Linked DNA regions of Mus musculus: region 2 is linked to region 1. Evidence: chromatin contacts called from public promoter capture Hi-C data. All regions are on one chromosome and are shown on one strand. Each heading gives the region's core, a stretch centred on a gene start, on an enhancer-like site or on the middle of the called end of the contact. The rest is flanking DNA. Distances are from core to core; before and after follow the strand shown.

Region 1 (5,180 bases), core at 2,678-5,177:
ACACACACACACACACACACACACACACAAACACACACACACCCATGCTAATTAATTTAAAAAGAATATAAATATTAACAAGGCTCTATTGGAGTTAATATAAACACATAAACTTTTTGTACAAAAAGAATGAATTCTGCTTACCTATTTTCTAGAGTGGAATATAAAAAGTTCATACCTGAGCATCTGCATTCGTGAGTGTCTCAGTTCCAATAAGTGATAATTTATTCTGACACTTGATTTAAAAATAAAGAAAAACAAGTGATATACTTACAAACTATAGACAATTCCCTTCTCCCTTTTGTAAACAAGACCAATACAACATCCTTTCTAAAAACATATAAACATGCCTTACAGAATTTATTTAAATTTTTACATAAGATGAAGATGGCAGTCAAACTGGTTCCAAAGTGAGTATATCAAAAGGAAAAGGGAAGAGTTGTATATGTAGCTAAGTAGTAGAGCACCTACAGAAACTTTGGTTGCATTCCCCTCTCTCTCTAAAACAGTGATTATTAGAACACCCACTAGCTTGCATGAATTCTAAGCCACATAATGGGAGGTAAGCAAACACATGAAAAAAGTACTATAGAATAATAACAAAACAAATAAGTAGTTAACATGATATGCCTCAAAGAAATATTATTTGCCTGACTTTAATACCAAACAATGTTAATGGTTGTCTGATACGTTAAAATATGAGGAGCTTAAGTCTTATCTGTCCTCATATCTTATTGTAGTAATTTTCTGTAAAATTTAAAGATATTTTGTAAAATGCAATTTTCTATAGTGGAAAACAACAAAAAAAGAATTATAAGAATTATTTAGTAAATATAGTAGTGGCATAAAGCACCAAGGATTTTTGACAAAATAATTTTGTAAAATATGTTATTCATTGTTCATACTCATAAAGTTTAGTGAAAAGAGCAGGATGCTCTCTATATTCATAAAAAATTCATTCACCCCTCTTGCTTTACTGAAGTAGGATATTACTTGTGTCTGTGATTTATATCATATGTTAAAGAAAAAAAATTTACCAAAATAGCATAGTGTATCAAGTGCCTCTATCTCACTAAAAAAAAAAAAGTTCATAATTTCAAGGTCAACATTTTAATTTCTATATTTGTTTCACTCATAACTCTTAATTATGTATTATTTCTACAGCTATATTCTCTAATTTGGATACTAATTCAGTCAACATCTACTGTCCCAAACAGGTACTAAAATGATTCATGATTTCCTCTAATCTGGCATTTATTAACTTTTGTGTCCTTTAGTTCCAACCTTCTTAGAATCTATTGAATTCACTCTTGCAATGACAGCATTCAGGCCTTCATCAGGCCTTACCAGGATGACTACGAGATTCTCTTAAAGCATCCTGTTTCTGTACTCTTGTCTTAAAACACAACAAAATGGTTGTTTTCATGTAGCCAATCATTTCACAGTGAATTTCAACCTTTTAATGATCTCCCATTGAACCCACTCCACAAAATCCATGTTCTTATTCCAAGCTAATTCTCTACAGTCTCAGTTCACAAGATTTCCTTTTCCTAGTATATATTTTTCCATAAAATCTTACCAAGATTTCTCTAACCTCTTTAAACTATACATTCGGACTTTTCCATTTTTGTCTTGTCCTAATTTCACAGGCTCTTAATTATCCATTTACTTCTTGTAGAAAGGTAACCTTGACTCCTTCATAATGCCTTACACATTTCTCCTAAGTATAGTTTTTTGCATTCTACCATAATACCCTTAATGGTGCATTATATACAATATTATGAATGACCTCTATAAGCAAAAAAAATCTCCCTGAGAACCAAAACTACCATTATTTTTTTTCTCTTTCTATAGCTTATCAAGTATAAAAATTTTTAAAAGAATGCTTTTAGGTATAAAATCTATACAAATAATTTATAAAAAAAATAGTTATGCGGAAACTAACACGGTTTCTTTCCTAAGTCAATTATGTAAAATTATATTAATATATCACTTTTATCTGTTGAAACTTACATCTTCCATGTCTTTCCACATTTCTTCACATTCTTTAATAAGTTCTTCCTCTGTATCTATAACAGCTTCCACATCTGTAATAGTATCTGGATGTACTTCTTGTTTATTCTCTGACATATCCTTTATAGTTTTCTTCACCTTACTGCAACTACTAACGTTAAAAAAAAAAAAAAAAGACACATGCATTAAACAACTATCTGCTGAATGTAGGAGTGACTAAAAAAACAAAAAGTCCTTTTTATCAAAAGAGAAACATGAACACGCACCTGTTGGAGGGAATATTTTCATATAGCCATTATTAAAAAAAAAAAAAGAGTATGGATGTTAGCAAAAATTAGAAACAGAACTACCACAGGATCCAGTAATTCCACTATTAGATATATATCCAAAGGAAACTAGCATGTTAAAAAGATGTTTACAATCTTGTTTACTATAGCACCATTCACAATAGCCCAGATATGTAATCAACTAAGTGTCCACCTAATGAAGAATGGATTTAAATTTTAAAAAGTTCCATTGTAACAGGAGAGTCAGTAGAAAAACAAGAGTGCAAAATTCAGGTAGGTGAGGAGATGTATTGGTAAGAGCTTGTGGAAGGTGTGTTTGAATTACTTCTTCCAACTAAGTGAAATGGAACCTAAGGTGATCCACTGTGAGGAAGTATCAAGGAATTTGAATTTTAAGAGCAGATACAGCCAGGTGGTGTGACCCCTGCCTTTAATCCCAGCACTTGGGAAGCAGAAGCAGAGGCATTCGAATCTCTGTCCTTTCAAGGACAGTCAGGACATAAAAGAAAAATCCTATCTCAGAAGGGGTCAGGGTTCAGAGAAATAGCTTATCACATAAAGGCTATAAGGTTTACAAACAAAATTTTAAGAGGAGAGGGGGAAAGGTTACAGAATGTTGGTTTTTTTTGTTTTTTGTTTTTGTCTTTAAGAAAACTCAAAGAATATAAAGCAACTTTGGATAGTAGCCCACTTTAAATTACTAACTAGTGGCCCAATTAAAACAACAAAAGATAGCATATTAATGAATATAGTCATCCAGGGCAAGGTTACTAGATGGCTGTTGTAAAGATGATAGTGTATCATGAGGTACAGTTAGGTAATTTTAAGGATGTAGAGAGGACCTGTAGTTTACAACATCAGATGTAAATCAGAATAAACACCGCCCCAATGTATTTTTTTACTCATAAGGAATTTTTAAGTCTTAAATTGCTTAACCTGTAAATTACCAACGGAGAAGTGGTACAGGATGCAGCTTTGTTGTTGGAATAGACAGAACACGGTAGCATGCTCCTAGGTTAAAGGTGTCAATAACGCGAAGATGTCAACTCCCCCCAAATTGTCCTCTTTTATCTTAATTAACATCTTAAAGGCGACAAAAACTCTGTCGCACTTGATGAGGAAATTCTAGACCTATACAGAAATATAAAGATCCAGAAATAGCAAAGGCTCATAGACTATATGCTAATCGTCAAACATAGAGCAGGCAGGTGGAGACGCGGGAACGTAACACGCAGGCCCTTCGTGAATTTCTCGCGTCACATACATACACATTCCAAGTCAAAAAGAATATTCTAAATGGGAGGCCACCTTATAAATTACAGTAATTTCAATATATAGTTTAGCTGATAGAAATCTACTTCATTCTTTTTAACAAAAAGTTCCTTCCAACCCCGCCCCTCGGCTTTTTCGGGAAAAAACAGGTAGGTTCTAGAACAGCATTGGCCCGAGAGGCCGAGAAGCGCGAGACCTCCAGTTCGTAAGGCGTAAGCGTCCGATCTAGGGGGTACCTGGGTCCCCCAAACCCGCGAGCTGCCATCCTCCTTGACAGAAAACTGGGGCCTTTGCCAGTCAGAGCCGGTTTCAACTCACTTCAGTCCTCCGGCCTCCTCAGCGCTCTCGTCAACACAGCCAAGCCGCGCTGTTTACGCGCGCTGCTCGCTGATTGGACCAGCTGCGCCCACCGCAGCCAATCAAAAAGCGCTTCCGGCAGCTGACGGACAAAAGCTGCGCCGCGGCTCGGGGAAACCTAGTTCACTCGGTCGTCGCGTCTCTTCTAACGCCTCGGACGACATGGCGACCGAGAGTGGGAGCGATTCGCAGCTGAGGAGGAGAAGGCGCCGAGACCCAGAGGGATCAGAAAAAACGGAACTGAGCGAGCGAGAACCGGCCCTGGCAGTGGCGGGGAGCGAAGAAAATGATGATGAGAATGAAGAGCGCTGGGTCGGGCCTTTACCGGTGGAGGCAACCCTTGCCAAGAAGAGGAAAGGTAGCAGCGGAGAGCCCGCGAGCAAGCTGGACGGCTACTCCGGCCGAGTGGGAGGGTTGATCTCAAGCACGCCCACGGGCGGGAGTGAGATTGTGGGTTTGTGCACTTAGAACGGACGATCTTCACTGCATTTCCTCCCTAAAGAGTGAATTGGTGTTAGTATGGCGTGTTAAAAAAAAAAAAAAAAAAAGGAACACCGTTGATTCCTGACTGTCAGAGATGATACAAACTAGTGCTTGTCTGTATTTCTGTGTTTGGATGCTTTTTTTGACCTCATAGCTGCTGTGTGAAGTTGGAATTCCTAATATTGATTGAGCAGGTGTGGGAAGGAGCTCTCAGAATCATAAACACTTAAGCTTTCAACCCTGACTCGTCTAGTAATGAATTTTCAAACTCAGGGGAAGTTGCTTAAGCTAGCTGGATATGAAGCCATACTCGAGACAATATAGTAAAGTTTTGCCACTAACGTGAATAATAACAAGATTTTATAATATTAAAGTTTGGTAAAGAGATAATATTTACTGTTTTAAAGACTGTTCTAGGAACTTTTTCATAAATGTCTTAGGGTTGTGTGTGTGTGTGTGTTCGTTCGCTCACGCGTTAATCTCAATTCTGACTGTGGAACTATTTAAAAATCTTTTATTTTCAGAACAAAGCCCAAACACCTTAACATGGATTATGAGGCAGTTTGTCTCTCTTTATTTCCCCAAGCAGGACTCCCAATTCTGTCCATTCTCAAAACCCTACCTTGTCCTTGAGCAAGGGCTCCTCTACGTTCCTGTCCAGATACTGTGAAGTGTCTCTATCTGGAGTCATTTCTCTCCTTTAACCATGCTAGCTTTTTAACAGGTCTAGGTTTTAGGTCAGTGCTTTTTGAACATTGGATAGTGACA
Region 2 (5,487 bases), core at 2,708-5,207, 2.8 Mb before region 1:
GGTGAAGGTTCACCTGTGTAGGTGAGCCACTCCTCCTGGGGGCAGCCCCTCTTGAGGAAGCAGAATTAAAATACAAACACCACCAGAGCAAACCACAAATTGAGCCCTCATCCATCAGCCACTAATTAAGAAGATGCCCTACAGCAGGATCTTAGGGAGGCATTTTCTCAATTGAGAGTCCATCCTTTCAGTTAACTCTCACTTCTGTCAAGTTGACATAAAACCAGCCACACAATGAGCAGTAAATAAACTCAAATTAGATTTATATGCAGTGTTTTTTGTTACTGCTTTCTGCTCAATCCCTGTATTTTCTCCCAACATTTTTTTAATGTTTTAGTGCTTATTCAACACTAAGCCAAACAAGGTGGTAAATAAGTGTGCTAGAGGCTTTGAAAAAACGCATTAAGGACCTGTATACCTTGCTAGAAAAAGTTTCACTTGAATATTCCCTCTTATTATACAATAACCAAGACCACAGAATTGACTAAAAATTAGGTCTATTTTATCCACATTTCTGGAGGCGTGAAAGGCCAAGATTGTGTAGATTCATCTGCCCAGGTTCTGTTAGGCTATACTACTTTATGCATGAAGGGAAAATAGAAGGGAAGGTGGGGACAAGGAAGTTCAGAAGCTGAACTTGCTTAATAATCAGTTCCAGTAGCTAAGTGAGGAGGGGAGTTCCTACAGATGGGATTCGATTATTTATTAGCACCCCACATCCCTTCTTGGGGCCCGGACGCCCTCCACTAGACCCCTACCTCTGAATGCTTTGCCTAAGGAAGTAAGCCTCAGTATGGGCTTGGGAGGTGAGAAGACAAACCATATTCAGATCATAGCATTCTTCACCTGACTGCTCATTGCCCCTTATACATACACATAAGGACAGTAATCCCATCTCATCTCAGTAGTCTGACAGCCTTAACTCCTTCCAACTCAGAGCCAGTAAATCAAACACGTTCTTCACTTGCAAGACAGAACGGTGGGCAAGTCAAAGGGAAAATAGTCCCAAATCAACAAGGAAGCCATTTTCAAAGCTCCCAAAGCACCAGGATAAGACCCATCTCCTCTCAGTGCTACTGGTGTTACCTGCAGCTTTCTCAGGTGTTGGATGCTGCTGGTAGCCCTACTTTTTCAGAGGGTCTAGATAGTACTGATTCCTCTTCCATAGGTCTAGTAGGTGCTGTCCTCACACAACACAGGCTCTCCTTAGAGTCCTTTCCTGCCTGGGCTCTCAAGTGGCTTTTCATTTGAAATTTAGGTGATCGCAGTCATCATTGTGCTTATGTTGTCTGCACACCTGCAGAGCTTGCACAGGAGACAGCACCAAGGATTTGGCCTATGCTCTTGAGAGTTGTGGCCTGAACTGCACTTGGGTACTTTATGCCCCTACTGGAGTTCTGGTGCTGTGATTGCATAGTGGAGACAGCTCTCAGGACTCTCACGTGAAGTTTAGATGGAAAAAGAGTGGCAGCCAGCTTTGTGTCACTGTGACAAAATACTTGAGATAATGAAAGATGGGTTTGTTTTGTTTTGTTTTTTTGTTAACTGTTTGAAAGTTTCAGTCCATGGTCACCAGGCCTTGTTGCTTCTGTAAGACAGTATTATGACAGGGAGGGATGATGTGGGGCAAAGGGACTCAACTAAAGACAAGGTGTGAGGCAGGAGGGGAAGGGAAGGGAAGAGGCCCCCGGACCAGTAGTTTCACCAACCTTAGGGTTGGGGACCATTTTATATTTAGACTACAACACCCACTGTCCTAATGACTAGTATTTAGCTTCCTGCTTTTTTGGAGATAATAAGTTTAGCTCAACTATACTTGTGGATGCTTCATGTACCTAAGATGAAAATTTTCTGAACTTTGATTCTCTATTTTCATTTTGACATTTCTTGCCAACGTTAACAGTATGATTAGAAAACCCCTTTTGTATTTGGTTTAGAAATTAGTTTGGCATTGTGGTGATGGACACAGTACATTCAGGTTCTTTGCAATGAATATATAGTAAGGGTGGGATTAAATAAAAGAGTAGGAGCTGGCAAGATGGCTCATTTACTAAAGTGATTACTGTGTTGGTATAAGCCTTAAGTAAGTCCTCAGCAGCCACATAGAAAGCTCCACATAAAAAGCTTGCAATCCCAGCTTTGGGAAGGCAGAGCTAGGCAGATCCTTGGAGCTTGCTGGCCTAGCATAACAGCCCCAGGTCCCAGTGAGAGACAAAAACAAGGTGGATGCCTCCCGAGTAACCCCATTGTCATTTAGCCTTAAAAATGAACACACACGCATACATGACATCATTGACATTTAGCTTTAAAAATGAATGCACATACACCCAACAATCTGCAGATTATATTGATGCAGCTTTTCTTTGTATACTTTTGTTTAAAATGTTAATTTCTTTGCCAAGCTTGGTGGTACACCCTTTAATCCTGACACTTGGGAAGCAGAGGCAGGCAGATATCTTGAGTTTGAGGCTTGCCTGCACTACAGAACAGATAGAACTACACAGGGAAAGCCTGTCTTGAAAAACAAAACAAAGTTAATTGCTTTGACATCTCTAAATGCAGGTCTTTTCTAAGTAAAAACTGACCTAAAACTAAGTTCATTGAATAACTGATTTGATTGAAAGTTGCTCCAGATTTGTTTTTCCTGGCTAAGTTTGTAGAATTTTTTTCTCAAAGGAAGCAGTCCAAGAGATCGAATGCTGAAAAGTCAAGGTATTCGTCTCCTGTGCACTAGGAAATCCATACCAATTATTTGTTACTTTTATCTCTTTAGTCGTCATCATACTTTTAGAACTCATAAACAGACTATCCAAAGAATTGCCGTGCATTGACAATTTAAGAAATGTTTCTATGTCAGGGTTTCTCTGTATAGCCCTGGCTGTCCTGGAACTCACTTTGTAGACCAGGCTGGCTTCGAACTCAGAAATCCTCCTGCCTCTGCCTCCTGAGTGCTGGGACTAAAGGCGTGCGCCACCATGCCCGGTGGCTTTTTTTTTTTTTTTTAATTCTAGGTTTTGTTTGGAGATTGGGTGTTACATAGAGGCTTGACCTCTAACTTGGCTATAGCCAAGGATGACCTTGAACCTCTTGATTTCCTACCATCACCTACCAAGCCCATTTAATTCCAGAGGCTAGGAAAGAGATCTGCCGTTATAAGTCATTCTGAGAGTTTCTGAGATGCCTCAGTGGGTAAAGGTGTCTGCTGCCACACCTAACAGCTGAGTTTGATCTCTGAGATCTACGTGGTAGAAGCAGAAAACAGGCTCCTGCAAGTTGTCCTCTCACTCCACATGGGCGTTGTGGCATGTGTGGATTTTCATGCATAAACACAAATAAAACGTAATAAAGCATTTTAAATGACTTTAGGAGGCCAGGGTAACTGATATCAAATTTTAATACAGTTGCTGTGAGAAAGGAGGATTGTTGACCTATGTCCAAAATAATATTCAGTTCATTTACAACCAGATTCTGTAATAGTTTGATGCTATTAATTTACTTTTTGGAATGGGAAAACTATACAAGCAAGCAAAAAGGCCAAGACAAACTCTTAAGAGCAGTTAGGTGGGAGAGACTGTTTTAGAGTAAAGTAAAGCTCTCATGACAATTGTCTTAGTTAGGGTTTTACTGCTGTGAAGAGACACTATGATCAAGGCAACTCTTGTAAGGACAACATTTAATTGGGGCTGGTTTACAGGTTCAGAGGTTCAGTCCATTATCATCAAGGCTGGAGCATGACAGCATCCAGGCAGGCATGGTACAAGCAGAGCTGAGAGTTCTACGTCTTCATCTGAAGACTGCTAGCAGAATACTGGCTTCCAGGCAGCAAGGATGAGGGTCTTAAAGTCCACACCCACAGTGACACCTATTCCAACAAGGCGGCACCCACTCCAACAGGGCCATACCTTCTAACAGTGCCACTCCCTGGCCCGAGCATATACAAACCATTACAACTGTGTACCTTGGATTCAGAGATAAGGAAGTCAAGTCATGCTTGTGTGCTTCAACTATGAGGAAGTGGTGTTGCAGATAGCCCGAGAAAGTGCTTTATAGGAAATGGTGCTGAACAAGTTGTTTTTCATAAGGACAGGAAAGGAAGTTGGTTACCATATACACCAAGTACCCAGAGATTTAGGACATGAATATGAACGGGTGTGTTATACTTTTGAAGAAAACATAAGAAACTGTCTTAAGTGATCTCAGTCTGCTGAAAAAGTTTATACAAAAGAGATAATTATAAAAAAGTTTGTTCTTAGAGGTATGTGTTGGTAAAAGTGATGAAAGCTTCAGATTGCATGGTTTCCAGTTAATCTGGTCATGTGGCAAAAAGCAAATATCACCTCATCTTGCTACATTTTACTTTCTCTAGAGTTTAGTGTTAGCTGGTGGATCTGGTTGGTTTTGTTTTGTTTTAAACTAGATTTATGCATTAAATTTTTTTTTAATGCGTACTTTGCCTGCATGTATGTCTGAGGGCAACTTGCATGCCTGGTGTCTTTGGAGGCTAGAAAAAGGTATTAGCTCCCCTGGAACGGGAGTTCCAGATGGTTGTAAACCACCATATGGGTGCAGAGCCATCTCTCTAGTCCCCACCTGGCTGTTTAGTATTTTAAGGCTTTCTGCATCTCTGCCTTGGCAATTGGGGTTTCAGATGTCCCAGTGACTTGAAACCAGCTCATGCTGGGTGTTCTTGATTTTCTTTATTTTCTCTTTATTGCCAATCAGTGTAGGCTGTTTCTAGAGGTTCAAGACTTTGCCACTGTGATTTATTGTATGAATACTTCATATTTTGCTTTATATTTCATCACACCTAGTTATTAGTGTAGAAGCCCCTCTTAAAACTTGGGATGTGGAGCCAGGCGTGGTGGCGCACGCCTTTAATCCCAGCACTTGGAAGGCAGAGGCAGGCGGATTTCTGAGTTCGAGGCCAGCCTGGTCTACAAAGTGAGTTCCAGGACAGCCAGGGCTATACAGAGAAACCCTGTCTCGAAAAACCAAAAAAAAAAAAAAAAACTTGGGATGTGGAAATGGTGCAGTAGGAATGGTAAGCAGTAGGAATATTTTTAATGGCATGTGTATTCCATTTTCAGTTGTGTTCATCATGGCATAATTTTACAGACCCAGTCATACTCCTCTGCCCCTACCATAGCCTCTCCACTTCCTGCTGGTTGTTCTTTGTTATCTTGCTCTAAGACAAGTTCTTGCTACATACATACAGTTCAGACTAACCTGGAACTTGCTCTATAGGTCTCAGTTGTAGTCTTCCTGCCTCTGATTTCTGAGTGGCCACTGTGCCCATCAGGGTGGGGTTTTTTCATCAGGGTATCTGGTATCCAGACATACTTTCCTGGGGCCCAGGTTGTTTCCTTTCTTGTTGTTGATGGAACACTGACAATGTCTCTTACCTTTCCCAAAACTTGTTACTATGATTAATGGTTATTATTTTATGAGATTGCCAGGGATGGTAGGGGCAAGGGTAGCTGCTGGGTC

The links. Promoter capture Hi-C pulls out the DNA fragments that hold promoters and counts their contacts.
Region 2: a contact with region 1 is called in a promoter capture Hi-C map of pre-B cells, with 8 times the contacts expected there. The contact joins the enhancer-like site here to the promoter of Cenpk in region 1. A contact is called at or near these places in 7 of 39 promoter capture datasets (cranial neural crest, hematopoietic stem and progenitor cells, hippocampal neurons and 3 more), 1 of 484 Hi-C or Micro-C datasets (B cells) and 3 of 115 datasets of contacts at active chromatin or transcription factors (astrocytes, bone marrow-derived macrophages and large pre-B cells).

Annotation. Positions count from the first base shown.
Region 1 is chr13:104,227,713-104,232,892 of GRCm38.p6, reverse strand. Cenpk (centromere protein K) reads right to left here and starts at 3,927. Exons shown (of 10, transcript NM_001377093.1): 1 at 3,891-3,927; 2 at 2,014-2,164; 3 at 179-235. The coding sequence starts at 2,130. Ppwd1 (peptidylprolyl isomerase domain and WD repeat containing 1) reads left to right here and starts at 4,049. Exons shown (of 11, transcript NM_172807.4): 1 at 4,049-4,287. The coding sequence starts at 4,092.
Region 2 is chr13:106,997,336-107,002,822 of GRCm38.p6, reverse strand. All of the region lies in intron 1 of Kif2a (kinesin family member 2A), which reads left to right. Among named protein-coding and RNA genes, the nearest start is that of Kif2a, 22 kb to the left of the region's middle. Within about 2 kb of position 3,957, at least 101 of the 459 cell types and tissues checked have an H3K27ac peak or open chromatin away from gene starts, as enhancers often do. A contact at or near this core is called in bone marrow-derived macrophages, hematopoietic stem and progenitor cells and pre-B cells, where this site is marked.